3 separate regions of the Mus musculus genome follow, and all the other regions are linked to region 2. Evidence: chromatin contacts called from public Hi-C and promoter capture Hi-C data. All regions are on one chromosome and are shown on one strand. Each heading gives the region's core, a stretch centred on a gene start, on an enhancer-like site or on the middle of the called end of the contact. The rest is flanking DNA. Distances are from core to core; before and after follow the strand shown. Region 1 holds the start of Dcun1d1 (DCN1, defective in cullin neddylation 1, domain containing 1 (S. cerevisiae)). Region 2 holds the start of Phc3 (polyhomeotic 3). Region 3 holds the start of Ect2 (ect2 oncogene).

Evidence for each region. Promoter capture Hi-C pulls out the DNA fragments that hold promoters and counts their contacts. Hi-C and Micro-C count contacts between places; a contact is called where the count stands out from the background.
Region 1: a Hi-C map of B cells shows a contact between it and region 2, with 5 read pairs. The contact joins the promoter of Dcun1d1 here to the promoter of Phc3 in region 2. A contact is called at or near these places in 2 of 39 promoter capture datasets (the HPC-7 cell line and pre-B cells) and 1 of 484 Hi-C or Micro-C datasets (B cells).
Region 3: a contact with region 2 is called in a promoter capture Hi-C map of pre-B cells. The contact joins the promoter of Ect2 here to the promoter of Phc3 in region 2. A contact is called at or near these places in 3 of 39 promoter capture datasets (the C10 cell line, cranial neural crest and pre-B cells).

The regions. Positions count from the first base shown.
Region 1 is chr3:35,931,089-35,935,059 of GRCm38.p6, reverse strand. It overlaps Dcun1d1 (DCN1, defective in cullin neddylation 1, domain containing 1 (S. cerevisiae)), which reads left to right and starts at 2,094. Exons shown (of 7, transcript NM_001205361.1): 1 at 2,094-2,275. The coding sequence starts at 2,273. Gm15952 (a long non-coding RNA gene) reads right to left here and starts at 1,982. Exons shown (of 4, transcript XR_880768.3): 1 at 1,893-1,982.
Region 2 is chr3:30,967,053-30,971,396 of GRCm38.p6, reverse strand. Phc3 (polyhomeotic 3) reads left to right here and starts at 1,982. Exons shown (of 15, transcript NM_001165954.1): 1 at 1,982-2,023. The coding sequence starts at 2,010.
Region 3 is chr3:27,152,360-27,156,367 of GRCm38.p6, reverse strand. It overlaps Ect2 (ect2 oncogene), which reads left to right and starts at 2,490. Exons shown (of 24, transcript NM_001177626.1): 1 at 2,490-2,665. 1700125G22Rik (RIKEN cDNA 1700125G22 gene) reads right to left here and starts at 2,342. Exons shown (of 3, transcript NR_040548.1): 1 at 2,058-2,342; 2 at 1,437-1,628.

The sequences.
Region 1 (3,971 bases), core at 845-3,344, 5.0 Mb before region 2:
CCAATGGCCCCATATAAAAACAAAACAAACAAAATTATCTCAAAGATGGATATGATCTGGTCTTTCTCTGCCCTGGCCTTGGAGGCAAATGATTATCAGTTGATGTCCTAACTCTAATCTAGGGGCCATAAAATTGCAAAGGAGATGCCCCAATTGCAGAAATCCAGAGTAGGAAATAAACTGTAGTAACCGAGAGAACACATTATAAGCAGATTGTCTGGGTCTAGTTCCTAGATTTACTACTTGCTGTGTGACATTAGGCATGTTACTTACCCACTCTGTATGTCAGTGCTCCCTACAAAATAGGTGTAGCTGCAACCTGAAGTTTGCTTGAGTGTTAGAGGCTTAGTACAACACATGGCGGATCCTCACTCTTGTGACCTAGTGTGTCAGGGACAAAATAAGACCAAACCAGGAAGCTTGGTACCGAAACAGGAGCTGCATTGAGTGGGGGTCATGACAAAGGGAGTGGAAAGATGAGGGAGAGACCTGCCTATGACTCCAGACAGGCTCACGTTAGGAAAGTTCTCGGAGACTTTGAGGAAGAGCCTCCAGTCTGCATTGCAGACAGACACCTCTGGTGTAGAAGGAAAAGTACAGAGAAGATGGGGTGGGAGACATACTTGCCTGCAATCCCAGGCCGCACTGTTGGCTGTTAGCCTGGGCAACATAAAGAAACTCCATCTCAAAAGGGGATGGAGAAAGGAGGGTCCCAATGAGAGATGAACCCTATTAAAGGGCAGGGGAAGAATTCGGGTTTACTCAGATGATGAACTCGGCGAGCTTAGACTAAGGGAGATGGGCAGTTCTGATATTTAGCTTATGTGATGAAAAAGCAGGGGAATGCAGGTTTAGGGATAAGATTTTGGCTTTGTAGAGCTTTGGGGGGGTCTGTGGGATGAGCAGAATTTGTGCTTAGGGCATGCCGCTGCCGAGCTTTAGATAAGATTTTGGACTCACTGGGATATGGGCAGGGTCTAGGAAAAAGGAATATATGAAGAGATTCAGGGATGGTTCTGGAAAGCCCACCACTGAAAAGCCAGAGTTAGCTAGCAAAGAAGAATGGTAAGTGAAGGGGAGACTATAAATAAATCAAGTCATGAAAAATTATGGGAATTCTAGGAGGACGTGTTCAAATTCAGGAGAGAAAGAGGTCAAGTGGAACTAAGAATCACCCCTTGGAGTTGGCACTTAGGAAAAAAAGAGCTTTAAGAAAACCTACAAGCTATTGTTGCAATAGTCTAATGAAGTGTAGCAAGAGACTGAGTCCTCTTCGTTAATATTTTAAGTTGCTAGGCTGAGTTCCTAGAGAATAACCACAAGTGTGATCTAGTTTCACCCTTGCTACTTGGTATTTTCTTAGGGCCTGGCGAGAAGATGCCACATCAGCGCACACACACGCACACGCGCGCGCGCGTACACACACACACTCGCATTGATGGTGTAAAGAATGAATGGGTGACAACAGGTCTGCAGTGCCAAAGATCTGCCTCTGCAGGGCTCTGGGAGCCCCCACCACGTGGCTAGTTCTAAGCAGTAGCAGGAAGCTCCGAGGAGGAGTGACAACAGTTGTTTTAACAGAAACTTTAAGATTGTTAGCTTCTAGGGGTGATCTGGTGGTATTTGCCGGTGGTAAAGGGAGACCCACGTTTGGTGATGAAGATGCGGATGACATATATAAACCTGGGCAATCTTGGACAGCTTTTTCTATGTGCCGTACCTTTGTTTTATTTCCTCTCTCTGCAGGGAGTACTGTATTTCCTTCTCCTTGCAGCACACACTTGTCTTCTGGCCCACAGCTCAGCAGGCAGGCTAGGTCAAGCTTGGCCCGTCCACCAGGCATGACAGTGGCTCTAGGCGCAATAGTCTCCCGGATTCTTCCAAAAACTTACCTGGGAACTCTGACGTGGAGCTATTAGGAGCGCACGGAGGACAGGACGCGGCCGTGACGAGGGCGCCCTGAGTGGGGGCGCAGGCAGGGCCCCGGCGCTTCGTCCTCACTGTGCCCGCGGCCGCCCGCCGCGCGGGTCTCAGCGTGTGTCCGCAGCCCGGGCTGCCGGGTCGCCCGGCCGCTCGTGCCACGGATGCCGGCAGGCCAGGCCGCCCACCCCGGGGCCCGCGCCCTCCGCCTCCCGCGGCCCGGCCGCTCCGCGGGCCGCCGCACTGCGCATGAGCGGGAGCCCGGCGAGCCCGTGAGAGGCGCCGCCGCCGCCGCCGCCGTCCATTCGCTGCGGAGCCGGAGGAGGAGGGGAGAGGTCCGGAGGACACCAACATGGTGAGGAACCGCGGCGCCGTGCCGCCCGGCCCGGGCCCCCGGCCCCGCCGCGCTCCGCTACCGCTGCTCAGCCGGCGCCCAGCTCGGCCCGTCCCTCCCCGGCGCCGCCGCTACGCGAGGGCCCGGCAGCGGAGCGCGGCGGGGCCTAGTCGCCGGAGCGGGGCCGGGCGCGGAGGCGTTGGGGGACGGCCCGCGCCCCATTGTGCGGCCAGGCGGCGCCTGGGCAGCGGGCCTGGCGCTGCCTGGTCCCGGCCGGGCCCCTCGGTGCTGGCGGCCCTGGCGAGCCGGCGTCGGCCTTGCTGGTCCGCGCTGGCGCCAGGCGCCAGGCGCCCGGGAGTTGGGGCGGCTCGGCTGAGGCTCGGTCCCTGCGAGGGGACTGGGAGGCTCCGGGCTGCGGACGGAAGTGCAGCCGGGGGACCCGAGACCTGCTGCCTTCCGAGCGCCTGCTCTATGTGCTTGGGGTGGGAGGAGTAATTGCTTTATTATAGCAGTTAGGGACCATTTGTGATTCTTAAGAAACAGTTTGTCAAGTTGCTCCTCTCCTGGTTTTTGTTTGGGTGAGAAAAAGTCACGGAAGCTGGAAGACGCTGTGGTGAGCTGAGTCCTTTGTCATTAAGTACCTGGCGCTGCTGGTCACTGCTTTTCAGTTTGGAAGTATACAGTCACACCTTGTTGAAGTTCCCGGCTGGCTGCTGGGAGAAGAGTAAAAGTGATGAGGTCCTTCGCTCCGGAGAGCTGAAAGGCTTCTTTGGGGAGGGTGTATGCCCAGTCTTGAGTCGTGGGGGGTTGATTTTCGCTCAGTGACACTTATATGGCCCCAGCCTTGGTGTCATGTGTTGATTATGTGTTTAGGTCCCAACAGAGTCAAGATTTCTCTTCTGTGCTTACGTTCGTAAAACTTTATATTTGTAAGGAAGTTCCGGTTAGTGTTTGGATTGAGAGTACAGTAAAAGTTCAGAGACCCAAGAGAGAGTTTGCAGGTTCTCCTTTAATTATTTGAACAGGCCTTGGATATTACTCCTGAACCCCCAAGAGTTTCCACTCTCTTACTGGGGTGCTTTCAGCAGGCTAAAATAATAGAGTGCGCGTCTCTGATGGACATTCATCACGAGTATGTATGCAGTTTCCCACAGTCCACATCAGACACCTGCCCTCGAACCCAGTGCCTGCCAGTGCTCATTAGGAATATAGGATTCATGCCGTTTCAGTGAGAGCTAGGGTTAGGACTTGTAGCCTTCTGTTCCTTTGGTTAATATTAAATCAGCTCATTTTGGAGCTTAGCCATACGTCATGCAATCGTACTGGTTGTGGTTCCTGGTTGTTAAGATGTCCTTAACTTAAGGCACTTTCTATGCCTTTACTCATTTTCTGTCACATGTACAGTCTAGGTATGATCTTGTTAGTTTAGAAAGTCAATATGGGTCCATAAGAATCTTATAGTAAAAATATTTCATTATAAATTTATAGTTGTTTTCCTAGACGTTATAAAATGGTTTGGTAAGACTGTTAGGAGTTTTGTTTTTGGTATGTGTACCACAACTAATTTCTACAACACAAATTATTGTCCGTTTTAGGAAAGACATAATAATAGATTATCTCACTTATTTTTATAAGGGGGAGGGAAAAAAACCCCACAAGCTACCTACCTCTCATACTCACACAGAGACCAAAAATAGCCCAGGGCTGGGATCAAACC
Region 2 (4,344 bases), core at 733-3,232:
TTGGAGTTTGGTTTGGGTTTGATTTGATTGTGCTCTGGGTCTTCCTTCTTGAAGTAAGGAGGTTTTAAACGTATTTCTGATTTTATAGGCACCCACAGTTGAGAGACATTAGGTTTTTAAAAGACTTTGGATTTTAAAAGAGACTGGATATTTTACAGAGCCTGGATTTGTAAGTGTTTGAATTTTTAAAGCCTATGGGACTTTCTAAGTTTGTAAAATGTTTTATATTGTGATGTCTTTATGTGTGATCTCAGGGATGGGAAAGAAAGGAAAATTTGTGGCTTAACAGTGATGTGTCTCTGTGTCAAACTGCTAAGGGGTCAGTTGTACTGTCTAATTTTATGCCAACTTGACACAAGGCTAAAGTCATTGGCGAGGAGGGAGCCCCAACTGAGAAACTATCTTAATAATATCAGTGTGTAGGCAAGCCTGTAGGGCATTTTCTTAGTGATCAATGTGGGCAGGCCCCACCTATTGTGGCTGGTGATCCTGGTTCTATAAGAAAGTAGACTGAACAAGCCAGTAAGCAGCAGCCCTCCATGACCTCTGCATCAGCTCCTGCCCTGCTTCAGTTTCTGTTCTGACTTCCTTTGGTGATGAACGGTGATATAGAAGTGTAAGCCAAATAAACTCGTTCTCCCATGACCTGCTTTGGGGATGGTGTTTCATCACAGCAATGGAACCCTGAGACACTGAGATTAGTGCACTTCATCTCAGGAAATAGGAGACACTGTTTACGATCACTATGCTTCTTTCTCAGTCAAGAGCAACAGAGATTTGCTTATTTCTTGGATCTATGAAGCAAAGTCACACTGTGTATGTATGTCTACAAAATCCACTTTTCAGACTATTTTGGATACATATTTTTAATGTTTTATAGTTGTAGTTAATTTTTCTTCTTTCTTTCTTTCTTTCTTTCTTTTTTTTAAACACAGTCTTACATATCCCAGGCTAGCCTTAAAATTTCTGTTAGACCCGAGGTGGGGAAAAACATTTCCACAACTGTCTGATTAAGCAAGCTATACTTAGACTGGCTAAAGGCTGCCTCATCCAAGTTCAGGTTTCAGAAAGCAGCCCCTCACTGGCTTTTGAGGTCTCTGTTGTGGGGCAAGGATTAGGGTTGATAGATTACAGCTGTTGAGAGCGTTGGCTGTTAGCACCAGGACAGAAGAATGGGGGGACTCAGGGCTCAAGGCCGGCTGTGAGGTATACAAGGGTAAGACACTATATGGAAGGGGAGTCATCAGAGATGTTCAGGAGTTTAGCAAGGCAAAGGAGTATACATCATGGGGTTACAAATTCAGCAGAGGTTAAAAAGCATGGTTTTCAGGATATCTTAGGTTCAGGAAACAGAAGCTTACCCTTGCAAGGTATGGGGACACCATCCCCAAAGCAGGACATGAGGGAAAGGGTTTATTTGGCTTACACTTCTATAGCACCGTTCATCACCAAAGGAAATCAGAACAGGAACTCAAGTAGGGCAGGAACCTGGAAACAGGAGCTGATGCAGAGGCTGATGCAGAGGCTGTGGAGGGCTGCTGCTTGTTCAGTCTGCTTTCTTATAGAACCAGGATCATGGGGTTTCTGTTTTACATTATATAGTCTAGGATGACTTTGAATTTTTATTCAAAACAACACTTTCTAAGGGCCTAGCCATGTCTGGTTTATGTGGGGCTGGGTATTGAACCTAAGACTTGATGCACGTTTCTGAAAGTATTCTAGCAACTTCTACATTTCCAGCGCTAAGCAGAACTTTTTCTATATTCGTCGCAGACCCCGGGCTAAGACAAAGATTCTGAGCCATAGAAATAGAGGGTGTCTGGGAAGGACCACTTAGGGAAACACAGGCCACCTCACAGAGAGAGTTGAGGTGGGAGGGAGCCTGGCAGTCGCTGGCCTCACGTGACCTCTGCGCCCCCCGCCCCCCAGATCCCGCCCCTCGGCTCTTGGCTCTTGCAGGGGGAAAAGGAGGCGCATGCGCACTTCGTGTTAGTGATGGAGGAGAGAAGATGGCGGAAGCGGAGTGAGTGACTTGCTGGTGACTGATGTCGTAACCGGGGGGCGAGTGAGGGCTGCGACACGTTCCCCCGAGGCAGCTCTTGGGGCTCCGAGGCTGGCGGTGCAGGGCGGAGGCGAGGCGGGAGCCACGGCGTGGTGGAGAAGCCCGACTGTGGGAGGAGGATGGCAGGTCCAGCCAGCCTCCCCTCGGGAGTGCGTGCTGCGCCGTGCGGTCCCGGGGCTGTGTGGTCCTAAGCGCACAGCTACCCGGGGGACCCTAGTCTCCGGGCTCTCCCGGGACGCGAGCCCTGCGGCGCTCGGCCGGGGCTGTCATTCCAGCCGCGGTCCCCGCCGAGGTGTGTCCGGCTGGGCAGGCGCCGCCGGGCCTCCGCGCTGGCTCCTGCGGGCCCGTAGCCGTCTGTCTGTCCGTCCGTCCGTCCGTCCGTGCGGCGGGGGCGCGGGGAGGCGCAGGGAGGCGTCCGGACAGCGGCTGCGGCCCACGGCCGAGGCTCCCCACCTCCCCGGCCTTTCCTTGCAGTCCCCCTCCGGGCTCGGGCTGCGGCGGCGAGCCTCCCTCCCTGGAGGGCCGCATTCTTGGGTAGCGCTGTGATGCTATGCTCAGTTGGCGACTTGAAACTTCAGGTTCCCGGGTAGGCCTCTGGAGTGCCAGAGCTGAACGCGGCAAGTATTTCCGTGCCAAGCCCGTGCGCTCCCCGAAAGTGTTCTTTTGTACCAGGCCTCGAAATGTAAAGCGATGGTTTGCCCAGTTGCACACATCCAATGTTTAGAATTACTGTCTAGGTTCCCTGACCATTTTTGGTTCGTCAGAACTCACTGTCTTCTTCGCCCGCCTTTGGGCTTTGAGAGCACAGCTGAGCAGAATAAGACTTTGAAAGGCCAGGGTTTACGGTGGTGGCTTGGATGCCATTGGTCCCGGTGCCAAAGTGTTTTGACACGCAGTAGTTTCAAGATTTTACCTTACTGCTGATTGAGTGTAGTATTGAGCAGGTGCCATATGATACTGTGGTTTGCTGATTGGAAGGAAATGAACAGCAGAACGTCTAAAAATGTGATTCAGCTCCCACTAAAAGAAGTTAGCAGCCCCATCTGTTTTTCCTTTCACCTTACTTTCTCCCTTGTATATTGGAGCTGTTAATACAGCCTATGGTGGCTGGAGACTCCTGAGTCTCATTGAGGCCAGCCTGAGCTACGTAGTGACACCCTATTTTGTTTTGATTTTTAAGAAAGAGAAGTAAATGTTCTTGTTACAGGCTTGTCGACGGTGGGAATGCCAGCCGGTTCAACTTTTATTTCTCAGGAGAAAAAGACAGACAAGGAAGGAGGAATCCAGTGGATTCTCATGGGGCCTTCTGAGCCTGGGGTGACAGCTACTGTGGTTTTAGTTTGTAACAGCATGGAAGCCCTTAGAGGCTTGGCTTTATTAAAGTATAGATTTCTCAGTGGGTAAAAATTTGTACTACAACATAAATGACATAAGATCATAATACTGGAGGGAAAAGATTAGAAAGTTTGGTACAAACGTGTACTTTACTGGTTGTGCATTGGAAGCTGAATAAATTATATTCCACACCCCCAAATTTTAGAGCAATTTTCTGTGGGGGGGGGATTTTTGTAAAGATGTAAGAAGTTGCTTATATTTGCTACTTTATTTCTTTATTTCTTATTTATTACTTAAGTGGGCTAATCCGGTATCAAGCTAAACTTCTGACACTAGAGTTAGTAAGGACAATGGTGTCGTCTAAGAAAAGCTACTGAGAATTGAAAAAAATGAACTTAAAATTTCTTACGTATAGGTAGCTGCGTATATGTGTGTACATTATTGCCATGTATGTGCCCAGTCCCTTGGAAGCCAGAAGAGGGCATCTGATCCCCTGGAACTGGGTTTTGGAGGGTTGTGTGGGTGCTGGGCATCAAACCCAGGTCCTTTGGAATAACAGTGCTCTTAACCATTTGAGCCATCTCTTCAGTCCCACTAACATGTCCTTAGGATCTTATTTTTAATTTTATCTATTTTTTTTGAAACAAGGGTGTTGTGTAGCCCAGGCTGGCCTATCACTTAGTATGATGTAGCCAAGGGTGACCTTCTTCAAGTGCTGGGATTGCATGTATATGTGCCACCGTGCCAGGTGTACTAAGACACTTTAAATAACTGCACGGCAGCTACAGTTAAACCAGGAAGGAAGCTACTCCTTAGGAATCTTCTCAGAATGACTCTGAGGGGCGGAGAGATGGCTCAGTAGTTAGGTGCCTTTGTTCCTGCAGAGGACCTGGATTCAATTCCCTGCACGCACATGGTAGGTCAGAACTGTCCATAATTGCTTATGT
Region 3 (4,008 bases), core at 1,241-3,740, 3.8 Mb after region 2:
CTAGTTCCAGGATGAGGTCAAGGTTCTTGTCTGTTCCGTCTCATTCCTAGCGTACCTTACTGGACGCTTAGCGCTTATTGCACAATAACTGTGAGTAAATTACTGAGAACAGCTTTAACTGGGTTCCTACCTCTGCACACCCTCTGCTTATCAAAGAGCAAATAGACCATGCTTTTCTAAAAAGGTCTACACATTAAAAACATGTTTAGATTTGAAAATTTTATTTTTTGTGTATGAGTGTTTTGCTGGATGTATGTATACATATCACTTGCATGTCTAATCCTCACATTTGGCCAGAAAAAAAGAAAGCATAAGATGGAAGATCCCCTGGAACTGGAGTGAGTTAGAGGTGGTTTTGAACCACCATGTGGATACTCGAAACCAAAGCCAGGTCCTCTGCAAGAGCCACAAGAGCTCTTAACTGGCGAGAAACCCCTTAACCCTTCCCAACTCCCCCCCCCCCCCATTAACGTACCAGTGAGAGGACCTAGTGTATAAAAGCTCTTGCAATACAACCTGATGACCTGAGCCAGATTCCTCAAACCCACAGTGGAAGGAAAGAACAGATTCTTTTCTTTTGACCTCCAAGTAACTCCCCCCACATACACACTCCGGAGTAGGGATTCAAAGATAGAGGACTGTGCCTTATTTCACCAGGATCTGCACCCTGCTTGGTACAGATTGGCAGCAATCATCTCTCACACAATTATCTAAAATGCTTCCTGTCAGCATTTCCTCAAAAAAGAAAAAAACAGCACTTCCCATAGAGTGTTTTCTATATTAGGCTTTCTTTACACCCATCTATTATATCTGACTTTCTTTATATTTTTATGTCTAAAGATGTCTGGGCCTCACAGAGCCTGGGCTGGCCTGGAAGTTGGTATGCACCCTAGAATGACCTTGAACTGTAGCTCCCCTCTCTGTGGTGATGGGATTACATCATTCCTCCCAGCCCCCAACTCTGACAGGCTGTGTCTATCCCTTATTCATGCTTTCCCCCAAGCAAATACTTTCTTACACTTAATACAGATTTGCCGAGTAAATAACAACCTGCAGGTGAAGATAGTATCTCTTGTTCATTTCTCACCAAAGGGCTGCCCTCGCTGTAAGAGGCTAAGCTAGCCTTCCTGCACTGCAATCCTACACTCTCACCCAACAGACTGGGAAGCTAGCTCTCCTCGGGCAGGGCACAAAGGAGGCGGCTGCCTTCTACTTTAGTGAGGAGAATGCTTGGAATGCCAGACACACCCCAGTTTAAATTGCAAGCACACTTCTCTGGGCAAGGTCCAGGCCGATTTTTCCTTTCTTCCACTCCAAAGGCTAGTGCGGAATTCTAGTGATTGGCAGGCCATAGATACTGGTAGGCAAAAAACCCTAAAAACCAACCAACCAGACAGACAAAACTATAGATTGTTTTACTCATTCTATGAACTCACCGTAGACTTGTCGAACTGCTTAGGCTGTCAAGAAGTTCTTTTGGTTTTAAAGTAGATTTTGGGCTTAAAGTGAGTTGGCTCAGTGGTTTAAAGCGTTTGTTTCTCACACATAGGCCGTGAGTTTGATTTCCAGCACCCACCTGGTGGTTCATCATTCTCTGTAATTCCAGTCTCTGGGGATCTGGCCTCCTCCTATGTCCAAGGACAGCAGGCACTCACAAATGCACATACGTTCAGGAAAAAATAATATGTATAGGCAAAAAGACACATAAAATTTATCAATCTAAATTTCAAAAGTGCTTTAAAAACCTCTTAATGAGATTTGGGGCCTAGCAACCGATCCAAACACTTGGTAAGGTTTTGAAAGTGAAAAATAATTGTTTTGAGTCCTGGTCTCCTATAGCCTAGGCTGGTCTTGTCCTCCTTAGTACAGGCTTTGAGACCACACCCAGCTAGAAGTGTATGCCTAGGCGACTGTATTATAGAACATTCCATCTAGAAACAAATTTCAAAATAGCAATACTGATCCCAGGGGTAAAACAATCCCTTCTTTTCTAGACTTCCAAGCACAGTCACTAACATTCCTAAGCTGGGAGTTGGGGTGGGGAGGGAGCAACCCACCCAGAAGCAGTTTTGCTTCAGGAGATTCTAAAATCTCCTTATACACTTTTTTATATTAATTACTCAGATGCAAGCTTGTCTTCAAAAATAAAATCTGGTTAGTAGTAAGAGCGGATCGGTTTGCGGTGCTTGGTACTTTTTCTTGAAGTTGGAGGTGATGGCAGAGAGACCGTTCATCAGGAACTGGGCTGTTTACGGAGTAAACAAGCGGTAACCACAGAAACACCTGCTGCATCCAGAGGCGCTGCAGAGCCACGCCTCCTCAAGCCCACATCCGGGCACTCCGCCGACGTTCGCACGCTCCAGCCGTTTACCGGATTTGAAACACACTCACAACCAATCAGCCGGCGCCTCCCGAAGGCAGACGTTGGGATTGACCAATCGGCAGTCCGCCCGAGGTTCCAGCCTATCAAAAGGAGGTTGACAGAGCGCGCCAATCAGCATGGCTCTTAGAGAGAGCGACTGGATTTTTTTGAATCGGAGGCGGCAGCCTCTCTCGAGCCATGGCGGCGCCTGTGAGGGGGAGACTTAGTGTTTGAGAAGGATAAGCGAGGACTGCGCCGTCGTGGTTCCTTTTTAAAATCTCTGAGCGTGGTGAGGACTGCGGGGTGAGTGGGGGACGGGAAGGGATTCGGGAACCCGGAACTGAGCACGGGCCGTGGCGACCAAGGCCGGCGCCCCCGCCGCGGTGAGCTCCCACGGCTGCGTACCTGTCTGTCCCGCTCCCCTCCATCCTCCTTCCCCACATCCGCCTCCTGTCCTGCCCTCTGCTCTCGTCCCGGCCCTTCCTTGCGGGAGGCTGGGCTCTCTATCTATTCTGCTTCTGTCCGGCGCCTCAGGGTGAAGGGCGCAGTTGGGACCGGGATTTTGGCCTCCCGCCCGCCCGCCGCAGCCCCGAGCTGCCTTGATTGTTTTGTGGTTTCCCTCTGGAATTCCTGTAGAATTCCGATTTTCAATTTTTAAAAATATAAAACACAGGCCGCCCCGCCCCTTCCTGGCCACAGATGTGTGTGGTTAGCGGTTAACTTAGCTCCCTCAGTTAGACCCGGCTAGGAGTCGCTGTGTGAGCAACTTCCTTAGCCACAAACTGGATATGACAGTGACATTTGTCTTTTAGGATGGCTGCAAGCGTTAAAAAGTGGCAAGGGAAAGATTTAAGATAGTGACTAAAATATTGAGCTCTAAGTAAATGAGAATCGCTAATTGCACTGTTATCAATAACGTATACACTATTGTAGTTTGGGTTCCTTACTCTGGTGTGACGTGTTTATGGAAAAAAAAAAGGTTTATTTAAAAGAAAAGCTGAAATGACTATTTGTTTAAAAGAATCCATGTGTTTGTGAGACAAGATCTCAGGTACCCCAGCATAGACTTGAATTGTGGAGCCTAGGGTGACAAGGAACTCTGTCTGCCTCTACCCCCTCTTCTGGGTGCTCGGATTACAGGTGTACTTTCACCTTACCTGGTTTCTGAGGTGCCCGCGGATGACTTCATGCACACTGACTGCAGCTGAGTCACATCCCGAGTCAAAGATAGATTGTTTTTATGATCACGATTCCGTTGTGTTTATTTTTAAAAGGTCTGTAGAATATGTGAAAAGGAAGAAAGTGACCTGGTGCACTTAAGTTTGCGGTGATGTTGGGTGCTAGATGCTGGTTGTATCACTAGTGTAGCGTGTAGCTCTTTTGCTGTATATTATGGAGCTGTTTTGGTAATAAATGATCTGTGTATTTAAGCATTTCCAGTGTTTTGGGGTGTAGTGAGAAAGGGTTTAGTTATGTATCTCCTCCCTCTGTTTTGTGGGTGCTGGAATTTTAGGCCACACATTGTCAGTTGTTTGGTGATTTTTTTTTTTAAGAGGATCATGTAAACTAAAAGTATCCTTAAAGGTGCATTGTAAAGCTTTGGCACACAGTTGCACATAATTGTAGGCTGTGTTACCACACTTTTC